2 separate regions of the Mus musculus genome follow, and region 2 is linked to region 1. The links are chromatin contacts, called in public Hi-C maps. All regions are on one chromosome and are shown on one strand. Each heading gives the region's core, a stretch centred on a gene start, on an enhancer-like site or on the middle of the called end of the contact. The rest is flanking DNA. Distances are from core to core; before and after follow the strand shown. Region 1 holds the start of Ddhd1 (DDHD domain containing 1). Region 2 holds the start of Exoc5 (exocyst complex component 5).

What was found. A called contact is a pair of places that touch in the nucleus more often than the background predicts.
Region 2: a contact with region 1 is called in a Hi-C map of CD4 T cells, with 7 times the contacts expected there. The contact joins the promoter of Exoc5 here to the promoter of Ddhd1 in region 1. A contact is called at or near these places in 2 of 484 Hi-C or Micro-C datasets (both in CD4 T cells).

The regions. Positions count from the first base shown.
Region 1 is chr14:45,656,256-45,660,039 of GRCm38.p6, forward strand. It overlaps Ddhd1 (DDHD domain containing 1), which reads right to left and starts at 1,888. Exons shown (of 14, transcript NM_001042719.2): 1 at 967-1,888. The coding sequence starts at 1,756. It overlaps Mir5131 (microRNA 5131), which reads right to left and starts at 1,798; the gene lies at 1,706-1,798.
Region 2 is chr14:49,064,777-49,068,560 of GRCm38.p6, forward strand. Exoc5 (exocyst complex component 5) reads right to left here and starts at 1,891. Exons shown (of 18, transcript NM_207214.3): 1 at 1,350-1,891. The coding sequence starts at 1,376. Ap5m1 (adaptor-related protein complex 5, mu 1 subunit) reads left to right here and starts at 1,773. Exons shown (of 8, transcript NM_144535.5): 1 at 1,773-2,088. The coding sequence starts at 2,015.

The DNA.
Region 1 (3,784 bases), core at 638-3,137:
GGTGGACTCTGACCAGAAGCTACTAAATAAACCGAAAGGAAGCTAAGCCATCAATACACATAATTAATATAGATCAGAATAAATAATATAAGATGTATAGAGGGCCAAAAGATCAGGAAAAGACATTTGAGTAAGGGCACTGAAGCCCATAAAGTTAATACTGTATGGTACAAATTATTGATGGCCAATAACTTGTTACTACTACATATCATATATATTAATAACTGCTGCATGCCACGTCAGATTATGGATTACCCTTCCTCATTCTGATTTTAAACCTACCCGTGTTGCCTAAAGCATCGTTCAGACCTTTATGACAGTCCCATTTAACAGATGTGAAAACCGAGGTCGTGCAATTTTTCTAGGTTAAGAAGCAAAAGTAAAAATATGTAAAAAGGACCCAAGAGATATGAAAACATTCTATACAGAGGGTACGGACCCACTTCGCACTGCCACTTCCTGCAGTTCTTTCCTCTTGTGCCCAACACATCCACTGTGAATAACACATTGTAACTCTCCTTTCCCGTCAGGGCTTTTCTCTTCTCAGGTTTTAAGCTGAACTGTTGATTCTCATAAAAACACTCAAGCATTTCCACTCACTCCAGGACATGTTATTTAAATCACAGGAGCTTCAGGAGACACGAGACCGAATCAGATATCCAGGTGGACAAAGCCCCTGGTACGGTCAAGAAACTAAAGCTACTGGCTTGGGGATCCGTTCCTGGATACCCTCCAGGGGATGGCAGCAGCACTCTACTCACCCAGGAGGCACAATCCCCGGCGGAATCCTCCCCTCCTGACCCCGCTAGCAGCTTGGGCGCTGCCATCTGCTCTTTTACCCTTCACCTGCCGAGGCACCCCGCGCAACCTGCATCCTAACCCGAGGCAGGCATCGCGGGGGCAACCGAACCCCCAAACGCCGTCCAGCGCGCGCCGAGCCTGGCCCGCCCCTGGCCAGCCACTTACGGTTCCAGTACACCGGGTAGCACTCTCCTTGAGTGACATCCACCTCGTAGAGGCCGCCGCGCACGCACACCGGCTCGATGGTCACCAGCTCCTCCATCTCCGGCTCAGGCCCCGCCGCGCGCGGGCAGAAGCCGCAGGCGCTGTCCTCCTCGTCTTCCTCCCCGAAGCTGGAGCTTGGGCCACACACCCGGTCTCCATCGCGGCCCGCCGCCCGGGCCTGGGCGCCCGTGGTCTGCAGCAGGGTCCGGAAGGCGAGCTCGATGCGCAGAGAGTCGTAGCCGATGAAGGGCTTCCAGGTCTTCTTGTCTTCCTTGTAGAACCAGCGCACCTCCTCGGGGCCCAGCTCCGTCACCACCTCGTAGCGGTGCCGGGCGGCTGCGCCGCCGGGCCGGGCGCGCTTCCTGTCCCCGGGGCCCCCTCCCGCCGCCCCGCCGCCCCCCGAGTTCTGGGCGACGAGCGGCGGCGGAGGCGAAGAAGAGCTGCCGCCGCCCGCGCTCTCGCCCTCGCTGTAGTAGCGCAACGACGAGCCGGACTCGGCCGAGCTGAAGTCGTAGGTCTCGTCGCTGAGGCACGGGTCCAGAGCCAGGTGGCTCAGGTCGTCGGCGCCCGGTGCCAGGTGCAGCGGCTCGGCGCGCAGCAGCGACAGCGGCACGCTGTCGCCCGGCTGGTGCTCGAAGCAGCAGCCGCCGCCGCCGAACACGCCCGCCGCGTCCGAGCCCAGCTCCCAGGCACCGCCGCCGCGGCCGTTACGCTCGGGGCTCCGTGGGGCGCCGCGGCCCGGGTAGTTCATGCCGCCGGCGCTTCCGCCACACGCGCATCCGACGCCGCCGCCCTCTCGGCCCGGACTTTATAATCTTTCAAATCCCGAGCAGGGCAGCAGCTGCGGCCGAGGCGACTCCGCCTCCCCGCCGGCCCCCGGCCGCCGCAGCGCCGTTCCGGGGCCCGCCCCATTGTTACGCAGCCCTGCGTGGGCGGGGCCACAGGGGCCCCGCCCCCAGCCGCGCGCGCCTCCCCGGAAGGCCCGAGGACTCTGCTGGAGCTCCCGTTTGGCGCTAGGCTGTACGTAGTCTTCCGCGCCTGGAAGCGGGGGTCAGACGGGGTCGCGGCGGTCTCGGCATCCGTGGAGCCCCTGCCTCACGACTTTCGACGCAGTGGCTCCGCCCCCTCGCTTCCACGCCCCTGGATGCCAGCCGCAGTGAGGCTCTCGCCCACTCATCTTTACACTTTCGGGTCATGAGCCCCGTGGGTGATTCAGCTGTATGCCCAGAGGGGCCCTGGAAGTTGCTAGCTCACGTTCCTGGCTTTAGGCCTGCTTTCAGCATCCGAAAGACCTGCTCGGTCACCTGGTTTGGCCCTTTCCCAACCTTCAGCCCATTCATACAGAAGGCACCCCACCTCTACGCCTGCTGCTCACCTGGGCACGACCACTCCCACTTACAAAACTGGCGTCCTAGAGTCACTGTGCCAGTTCTTTAGATTGCTTGCCCTCTTGTCCTTATGCTTCCTGTTCTTTCTGTAGTGCAGTAAGGCCTTGGATGGAAACCAAGTCCCTATGTCTTAGTCTTTTCCCACAGTCTGTGCGCATTCGATGTACCTTGGTTATAACTAACTGGTCTTGCCAGCCTTGTGTGGTAGATTATTAGACTGAAAGAGGAAAAAAAAAAAAACAAAAACCTAGGTTCTAAACTCAGCTTTGCCACCTCCAGGCAAGTCACTTAATCTCCTTTATCTATTTGTCTTATTCCTTGCTATAAGTAGGAGATCGTTGCACCGGACGGTCTCTAGTAATTCTATGGCTTTTAAGCCTTCCCAAGTTTGGTTTGGTTTTTGTTTTTAGTATAACTCTGATTCTGTAACTCACTTCCTGGTTTCAGGGAGACACGGAGGCTCTGTTATGTTAGACTTCCAAGACAGAGTAAAGAGAAGACAGAGACCAGAGTCTGACCTCAACAGATGGACAGTTTATTTCAAACAAAGAAGGAAAGACACTCTCCGGAGGGAAATGGGTGTCTTAGAAGGGAGTAAACTAGCTGGGGCCCTTTATAGAGGCAAGTGGGTGGCTTGGAAATGAAATTCTTGCAGCCATAGAGCTATGTGTCGGTCTATGATGTACCTTTCCTGGAATTATCTGTTTTATTAAAAGGCAGTTCATTTTGGGGAACAGGCTGCCCCAGCAGAGATTATTTGGACTGTGGCTGACTGATGAGTTTGGTCAAGGTCAGCTGTAACTTCATAGAAATCCTGTTTTATAGCTGAGGCACTCTGTCACCTCAGACCATTCTCTTAAATTGAAAAAAAAATTCATTTTATAAACCCATCCTATCTTGAGAAAACAATCTCCAATCTTGCTCTTACTTCAAGAACAGACAGTCTTCACTGTTAATGTTTACTTTGTGGAAACAGGTCAGTAGGGCAAGTTGTCTTGCTCTCAGGATGTAACCTGTCAGAGAGCCTTCAAAGTCATTATTTCAATCAGGCTCATCTCTGTTGTGCCCTGTGCTTTTGGAGGGATCTGTTGGAAGGCCCTGCTTTCTATGGGCAGATGATACTGTTGCAATTCATGATAAATAGAGGAACATGGGTGGTATTTTCTACCATAACGACTGGATTGGCTGGATAATCTTGCTCAGTGAGCAGTCTGTCCACTTGTACATTACAGCCCCACTAACAAAGCATCTGCATTTCTGCATCCCAAATTCTTTCCCAATGTCTCTATTAATAGTATGCAGAGTAAGAAATTGAGTATGAACTTTGAACTGTGTTTTATTCATGGAGGCATTGATCCACACTGTTCTGATAGTTACCCATGTACAGACAC
Region 2 (3,784 bases), core at 641-3,140, 3.4 Mb after region 1:
AATGACAAGACTTAGAGAACAAAATACAAATTTCTTCACCCCTTCCCCCCACCCCCACTTTCTTCATCCCTGAGAAAGAAAACACATTTTCGAATAAGTTACTGAAGACATCTTGGTATACGTCTAAAGAAGAAAATATAATTTTCCATCCAAGAGGAAATTGTGGATGTTAAAGAGAATTCACTATAACAGTAGGATAATATACTGTTTTTCTGTTAATAAGTAGCTCGTCATGAAAGTATTATTTAAAGATCCCAAAGCCTGTAAGATATAAAAATTGAAACAAGTAATTACAGAATTACCTAGTATCTTGACCAAGGATACACAGTAAATGAGCAGAATTTTATGACTGGTGAAGCAAATGTTATAATATCTCCAGACATTTACATCTGAGGAACAGCAATAAATTTTTCCTAGGTGTAATTATAACTTTTACTCAAATCACTTTCATTACAACTTACAATTTAGGCATGCTATTTCTCTAAACAAATGCAGTATCTATGCTAGGAATGACTGCAAGTCAACGTTCAGTAACAAAAAAAAGTAACTGAAAAGTTAGATTTTTTTTTTAATGGAAACAATGGCATTTAAAATTCACGCCACAGAACACGCTGATGCTCAATGGATACAATTTTCACCTATGGTGACATTCTTAACTGTGAACTGCAGTGTTCTCTACAACTTACACTTCTGCTGCTATGGAGTAATCACGCCCCAGCGGGGGAGAAGGTGTATTCCTCATTTTTCTTCATATGACTACTTCTATTTTTTTCCACACAAGAAGATACTGTTTCATTGTCTTGTAACCCCATTCCATTATCTCAAACCTCACCGCTTCTGACACTGACACGCCACAAAATCCAACTGTCAAGTTTAAATATTGAAACACTCAAGAAAATGCACCTGAACGCTCCCACAGCTTCTCACAGCCCAAGGATCCTTTAACTAGCAGTCGGAGGGTTCCACAGCAATTAAATGCAGTAAGATGTGTCGCTTCCCTTCCGTGCTGAGGCTAAGTAGGCCTTTATTGTCCTTAAAAGAATCCTCCCAGCCTTTTCGACTGTAAGGTAAGACGGCAGGCACCCCAGGGCCGCTTCTGAGCTTGTCGGAACCTCGGCACCGAGGAGCCCCCCAGAGTCTCCATTCAGATGCCCCCTGTAGCACCGTCGCGAGGATCCGCACAGCAAGACCCGGCTCGCCGGCCCTGGGCTCCGGAGTCAGCCCTGCCCACTGCCCGTCCGGTCTCCGGGACGTCTGGCCGCCCTGCCACCCGAGCCGGCCCAGCGTCCCGCCGCCACCCGCCCCTCCCCCGCCGCCGCCGCCGCCGCCCGCCGAGCCCCGGGACCCACCTCGAAGAGCTCGGCCGTCGTGGCCATGCCGGCCGGCTGAGAGGCTCGCCCCGCGCTCGAGGCCGTCTCCGCTTCACATGCTGCGCCTCAGCGGCGCCGCTCACCAGTCCCAGCTCGGCCTACCGCCTCCGGCCCGGGCTGCGCACCGCTGCTGGCTGCCCCGGTCCTCACACAGCGAAGGCAGAGAGGGAGAGCAGCCATGAAGCGGAGCCGCAGACGCCTGTCAGCTGCCTCCCGGCGCCGCCCGCGCCGCTCCCATTGTCACCGCCTCGCACGCCGGAAGTGGGGCTGCGCGCGCCCGGCCGACTTCGCGGGGCGGGCGAAAGGAGCGAGCGGCGAGCGGGCCGCGGAGGCGCTCGTTTGCGACAGGGTGACGCGTCTTGAGCCTCGCGGGCCGCCGTCCCGGAAGTGGGCGAGAAGAGTATTCCAGTCCCTTGAGATTCCGGGTGTAGGTTCTTAAGACCTTCTGAGGAGTGTTTTAATCTCTTGAAGGGACCGGGAGACTTGAGTCACCTCACCCGGAAGAGCGAGCATCTCCAGTGAGCTCTTGCGGCTCAGGGAGAACCCGGACGTTGCCTGGTACAGCCCATCTAGAAGGCGGGGTCTACTTTGGCTGGATGGCGACCTTAGTTTCTACATCGCTCTGATACTTGGGAGGCTTAACCATGGCCCTGCGGGCAGTGTGGCTCATACGTCACGAACCAGGAACTCCACTTGGAGGCACCGTCAGATTCTCCAGGTAATTGCAAGTCTGGATCCTCAGGCATGATGGGTCCAAGGATGAATCTAAGCAGGAGTTTTTGTGGTGCGCTGAGTCTCAGCTGTCCCAGGAGCAGCTAGCAGGGTGCCCTTGGGCAATTTAGGCTTTCTACGTTTATCTCACTTTGTTGTAAGGAATGAGTTGCTTGTTACATGATGCTACATGTTTTCTAGTATTACTGCTATTGTATCTTTATTTATTTATATATTTGAGACAGGATTCATGTATACCTGGCTGTCCTAGAACTTGATACGTAGACCAGGCTGGCCTTGAATTTACAGATACCTCCAGAGTGCTGGGATTACAGGTGTGGGCCACGACACCCGGCTATACTAATGTATCTTTAAAATTAATTCCATCTGTTTAAGTTTGGTACAAAAATGATTGCTTAAAGAACGTTATAGTTTGCAGCTTCTAGTGGGTGAGCAAAATAGAAGTGTGAAAAATTAAATTACAGTCACCTTTTTATCCAGGTGGCATAAGTGGTTTGGTCCCACCTTTAGAATTTGCCATATCTTACCAAGATAATTCTATGGAGAGGACTCTGCAGTTCTTTATATTAGATATTAACCCCGATATAAAGTATAGCTGGCTAAGTTCCCCCCAGTCTATAGGCTGTCTCGCCACTTTGCTTGTAGTTTTATTTGCTTTGCAGAACTGTTTTGATTTCAGGAGATCCCATCTGTCAGTTCTTGAAGTTGTTACCTGTCTCTTGGCATTATTTCTAAGAAGCCTCTGTGTTAATGAGTAGATGTGTGTTCTTGGAAAGCAGCAATGTATGGTAGAAAGGTGACCAATTTTAAATCTCTTCGAATGTAAACCAGAAAGCATTTGAATGGTGTAACTGAGGAACTCAGTTATTAGGTTTTTGTTGCTGTGGTTTTGAGACAGAGCCTCACTGTGTACCACTGGCTTACCCAGAATTCACTGTGTAGACCAAGCTAGCCACAAACTCATAGATACCCTCCTGCTTCTGGTTTCCAAATACTAGAATTAAAGGAATGCAACAACCATGACCCCCATTAGTTGTTAGTTTTGCTTACATTTCAGTAACACATGTACCTGGTGTCTACCATACTGGATAATGCAGCTCTAGATACTTGAACTGTATGAATCTATGGTTTTCTTTATTTACATTCCTTAATGATAGGGTCCAAGCTGCCTCTACCTTTCAGAACAGTGCTATCTAGTAAACATCCTCAAACAGGGCCTTAGAACATGTCTGTACTGATTTAACAAAATACTGACAAATAGCTTCCCTGAATGCAAACAGAGTCATTAGAAATCAGTGAATTGGGCTGGAGAAATGGCTCAGCAGTTAAGAGCACTGACTGCTCTTCCAGAGGTCCTGAGTTCAGTTCTCAGCAACCACGTGGTGGCTCAAAACCATCTGTAATGTGATCTGATGCCCTCTTCTGGTGTGTCAGAAGACAACTATAGTGTACTCATATACATAAAATAAATAAACACTTAAAAAAAAAGAAATCGATGAATTTCTGTATTTCCCTGACTCTTATTTTAATTTTACCAGTAAAGGAGAACTAATTTCTATTTGTATACCTTTCTGTAACAATATTCATTAGACTCTTGAAATACCTTTTCTGTGAATTACCCTTTCCAAAGATACCATTTTATCCATTCTGTATAATTTTATCTGTTATATTTAAGTCCACTA